2 separate regions of the Arachis hypogaea genome follow, and region 2 is linked to region 1. Evidence: chromatin contacts called from public Hi-C data. All regions are on one chromosome and are shown on one strand. The core of a region is the stretch at or near the end of the contact, and the rest is flanking DNA. Distances in the headings are between cores, read along the strand shown. Region 1 has its middle 53 kb from the start of LOC112743004. Region 2 holds the start of LOC112743004.

What was found. A called contact is a pair of places that touch in the nucleus more often than the background predicts.
Region 2: a contact with region 1 is called in a Hi-C map of leaf, with 4 times the contacts expected there. The contact joins the promoter of LOC112743004 here to the enhancer-like site in region 1. A contact is called at or near these places in 3 of 8 Hi-C or Micro-C datasets (leaf and an unstated tissue).

The regions. Positions count from the first base shown.
Region 1 is chr14:118,429,035-118,431,734 of arahy.Tifrunner.gnm2.J5K5, reverse strand. No RefSeq gene overlaps it. Among protein-coding and RNA genes, the nearest start is that of LOC112743004, 53 kb to the left of the region's middle. Within about 2 kb of position 1,379, at least 1 of the 3 cell types and tissues checked has open chromatin away from gene starts, as enhancers often do.
Region 2 is chr14:118,482,123-118,484,822 of arahy.Tifrunner.gnm2.J5K5, reverse strand. It overlaps LOC112743004, which reads left to right and starts at 1,255. Exons shown (of 1, transcript XM_025792239.1): 1 at 1,255-1,803. The coding sequence starts at 1,255. The coding sequence ends at 1,803.

The sequences.
Region 1 (2,700 bases), core at 130-2,629:
ATATAATAATGCTAATAATATGTAAATATTATTCTAAATACACTTTAAATTTAATTTAAAATCACAAATAATTTTATTGTAAATATCTATTTTTATATATTATAATCTACTATAAAAATATCTATTTCTATAACCATTAATAATTATTTTACATAACACTAATCTAATTATTCACAAAATAGCAATCTAACTATTCACATGATACTAATCTAATTAGTTCTAATATTTATTTTTATTACAAGCAATCAATAAACTAATCTAATTATTCAATTAATAATATTATTATAATATTATATAAACTGAATAAATAAATAAACATAACATAAATACTAAATAAAACTAAGAACAAAGATAAAAACACTTAGCTTTTGATGGAATTGGAAGAGTTGAGAGATGGAGAGTGGCGAGACGTTGAATTGAGAGAGAAGTTTGAGAGCGAATAGTGAAAGTGAAATAAAAAAAAATGTTATTTATATAGTAAAATTAGTCATTAAAATTAATTACTAATGTATTTGTATATAAATATATGTGTAATTTAATTTATTTTTAATGTATATTTATATTTCAACATATATTTTATACTGATAATTAATTTTAATAGCTGATTTTAGTATATACGATTATACGTAACATAACCCAATAAAAAAGGTGAAGCCTTTTATAATTGGGCGAACCTCCTCATAGTTTAACACGTATCACTAAACAAATTGTATGTACATATCTAATTTATCGCGTAATTTGACGAACAGTAACGAATTCTAAAAAAATGAATATTCATATTTAAAATAAGAATCATTTTTTTGAGAAATATTTTTTTTAATTTATTCTAAAATATCCCTTTATTGGAATTGGAAATTGAAAATCAAGACATTTGCGAATGATCAAAATGTCCATGGAAAATTTTGTAAGTTTTTTTTTTTTTAAATGTACTTAAAATTGAACTAATTTGATCATGTGATCTTGTCCAAAGATGTTATGTGACAAGTGTCTATGCCATTTGTTAGTTGGTACTTGGTCCCTAGACCTTAGTTTGAATTAAAGTATGTAACAATAATGGCTGACATAGTTAATTTTGAGCTTGATTTAACTTGACATATATAATTAAATATGATATTTAAAATAAAAATGAAAATCCTGAAAACAACATTTGTAATTTGTGTGATTTATTTTTCAATAAATACTCAATTTTTATGTAGGATGCATTACCTCGTGATTATAGGATGAGATATGTTTCACAATTGCACACAATAACATGCCATGTTGCATTGTACTATGACCTTCTTTTTTTATTTTTGGGCCTTAGTCGTGTGCACCCATTTGAGGTTTAAGAACTTGATGGACAAAGATGGGCCTCAACTACGGACTTTGATTTTTAGTCATGACTTTCATACTCTAATTTTATGTTTTGGTATTGGCTTTCATACTCTAGGAAACTACTCACTTTTGATGATGACAAAATAAAAAAAAAAATTGAAACCAAAAAATATGTTTAAAAAAAAAAATCGAAAGCGCTAAAAATGGGAAGCGAAACAAAATAATTGGTTTTATGAAATAAAAAAAACGATTCTTAGAGCAAAACAAAATTATTGGATTCCCAACCAATTTAAACTCGCTGAATAATCAGCTTACTCAGTTACTCGTCAAGAATTTTGGGTTTCAAGATATAATTTTTTGAGAAATAGCATTATCAAAATGAAAGTGACATTAACATTTTTCTAATTTTTTTATTGAAAAAAAGAATTATATATTGTTCAGGTTTTGGTATAATTTATTCGCCGCGTAAATAATCACATTCAGATCCAAAACTTGAAATATTGTATATATATGTGTACAGTGTAAGTGATTTTGTAATGTTATAATGTATAAGATTAAAGGTGGTCTAATAATCCATCTGAAAAAAAAAATTACATATATATGGGCATTGATATAAAGAGAGGAAGATTCTCATTTGAAGAAGAAGAAGAAATGATCATCCAGTTACAGTGTGTTTTGGGAAACAAGTAAGATTAAATCAAACCTAGCGTGACCTAAATGTTCTTTATTTATTTTTTGAAAAAATTTCACTTTCTTTTTTTAAGAGATGTTAAAATGATACTCTCCGAATATACATTTTTTTTATAACTTTTAAAAAATTTATTTTTTAATTTATTTTAAATTTTTTGTATTAACTAATGTTAACTTTATCTATTTTAAAAAAAATTATTTTTTACAAAAATATCTTTTAGCAAAAAATTTTTTATCATTAAATTTTGCTTACCAAAATACTCTTTAATAAATTATTTTTTATTGATTAAATTGTATTTTTATTAAACTATTTTTTTAAAAATAATAATTAAATTATTTTTCTAAGATGTCCTTCAATAATTTTTAATTATTAAATTGTGATTTTACCAAAATTTTCGTTAACAATTATAGATATATTTTACTATTAATTTTTCGATATCAATATATATTATTTTAACATTAAATAAAAAAAATCTTAGTAAGATTATTTTTTGATATCAATATATATTAATTATTATACATATTAACAGTGGTAAGATTTTTTTTATTTAATGTTAAAATAATATATATTGATATCGAAAAATTAATAATAAAATAAAAAAATAATTGTTAACAAAAATTTTGATAAAATCACAATTTAATAATTAAAATATTATTGAAGGGTATCTTAGAAAAAATAATTTAATTATTAAATTT
Region 2 (2,700 bases), core at 6-2,505, 53 kb before region 1:
AACAAAATTATCAACACAATACACGGGCCAAATAACCAATGGTCGTTTGAATTGAAATCTTATGCATCACAGTTGATTTCAATGGAAGATGCCATTGAAAATCAAAGAAAATTAATGGAAATAGGTGTTTTTCACTTTCTGATTCAAATATCAACCTCGTTATGTGTGCTTAAAACTTCTATATCAATGTTGATGTCAATTGAAGATGAAATTAAAAATCAAAGAGGAATTTTGTACAAAAAATGCCTGAATATTAGGAATACGAGGGAGAAAGAGTCAGATGAGATTGAGAACAAGATAAAACTCGTGAGAGAGTAAAAAAGATGAAAGAAAAAAGAGAAAATAAGGATGCGTTTGGTTTATAAATACATGATATTGAGATATGAATATAAAAATATAAAATTATTTTTATTAAATGATATATAAATAAAAATATTGTATTATGAAACATTAAATCATTATATTTTGTATTCTTTTCATAATTACGTTACTTATTATTTGATTTTTATCCCTATAACATGATAACGACTCATTATATTTTGGTGAAATAATCAAAACTTTGTCTATATATAACAACTAGATACTCTTTTCACATTCACTAATAATTCAGTAATCACATACACTAAAAAAGGTGACTAACCCAAATTAAGTCTATATATTAAAAAAAGTAATTATTATAAAGAAGAGAGGTGGTTGTGCATTGAAGAAGTGTTAATAAAAAATAACTTTTAGTGTGTTTATTGTTTGGTGTACGGGACACATGGGAGAGAGAAAAAACGGAAGGTGTGGGAGGAATTGAACTATATTGCAGAATTGTGCCAGGTTCTTTTCTGTTTGTTGGGAGACTTCAATGAGATTTTACAAGTTGAGGATCGCAAAGGGGTGATGAGTTTGCCGGTATCAGCGAATGAGTTTAAGAGTTGGGTTCAAGAAATGCAGTTGGTGGATCTACTCCTTATTGATAGGAAGTTCACATGGTTCAGGGGTCAATCTTGTAGCAGAATTGATAGGGTGCTGGTTAATATTGAATAGGTGGAGGAGTTTTCTGACATTAGACTGAAAGGTGGTCCAAGAGGCTTATCAGATCATTGCCCGTTGATTGTGGAGGATATAAGAGTAAGAGGGGGCCCTCGACTGTTCAGGAGCTTAGATTCCTGATTTACCCATGAAAGTTTTCTAAGGAGGGTAAAAAATGAATGGCAAAACTTGAGAGGTGCTCCGTTTCTTGGTAAACTGAAGGCCTTGACGATACCTATGAGGCAATGGCACAAGGATAATTTTAGTGATATGAAAAACAGACTGATGAAGTTTGAGGATGAGATCAGGAAGCTGGACGATCAGGTTAGTGATGGGATCTATGAGAGTACAACGGAGGCTAGATGGAAGGCGTTGGTGAGATTTTGTAAAAAGTGGTACATTAGGAAGGAAATCAATTGGAAGCAGATGTCTCGGTCCAAACATGCTAAGGACATGGACAGGAATACTCGATATTTTCATAACATTGCCTTGGCTAGAAGGCGGAATAACAGGATTGATGCTCTGATGATTCACGGAAGGCTTGTGAGGAATCATGCAAGAATAAAGCATGCAATCAGGGGATTCTACAAGGAGTTGTATCGCCAGGAGTATGCTCCAAGAATCGGTGTTCGGGATGGGTTGTTGAAGCAAATTGATAGAGCTGAGGCAGAAGCTTTGGAGGTTCTACCGTCTGCGGAGAAAATCAGGGAGGCAGTATGGGATTGTGAATCTTCTAAGGCCCCAGGTAGTGATGGGTACAATATGAATTTCATCAAGAAATGCTAGGAAGAGATTGGTCAGGAGTTCACTGAGGCGGTGATGGAATTCTTCCAAAGGGCAAAGTTACCTTCAGATCTGAATATAACATGGGTGATGCTAGCCCCAAAATTTGTGGGGGCTAAGGAGATCAAGGATTTTCGGCCGATTAGTTTAGTGGGATGTGTGTATAAGGTGGTCTCGAAGGTGCTGGTGAGAAGAATGAGATCGATTATGCCGGGCTTGGTGGGAGAGACTCAGACTGCATTTGTAAAAGGCAGAAAAATTCATGACGGTGCTCTCATCGCCTGTGAGACGGTCTATTGGCTGAAGGCGCGGAGAAAGAAAGCGGCAATCATTAAGCTGGATTTTCATAAAGCTTATGATAGAGGCATATAGAGTTTTGTGGATATAGTGTTACAGAAAATGGGATTTGGACAGCGTTGGAGGAATTGGGTGAAGGAGTGTGTTAGTACGGCCATTATGCCTGTCCTGGTAAATGGGTCACCATCCAAGCCGTTTAACATGGAGAGAGGCCTCAGACAATGGGATCCTCTTTCTCCATTTCTGTTTGTACTAGTGGTCGATGTATTGCATCGGATGCTGGGAGAAGCTGTCAGGAACGGGCGCATTGATCCGCTACTGGTCGGAGGAGAGCATATCAAATTGTCGCACTTACAATTTGCAGATGATATGATATTATTTTGTCCCCCTGTAATAGAGACAATCGTGAATTATAAGAGACTGTTGCGGTGTTTTGAGTTGATGTCAGGACTGAGCATCAATTTTGATAAGTCAAATCTGATATCGGTGAATTGTGAGCAGGAATGGATAGATCATGCGTGTGGTCTGCTGGGGTGCAAGCAAGCGGTATTACCAGTTAGATATCTCGGGATTTCCTTGGGTGCGAATCCGCGTATGGTGAAG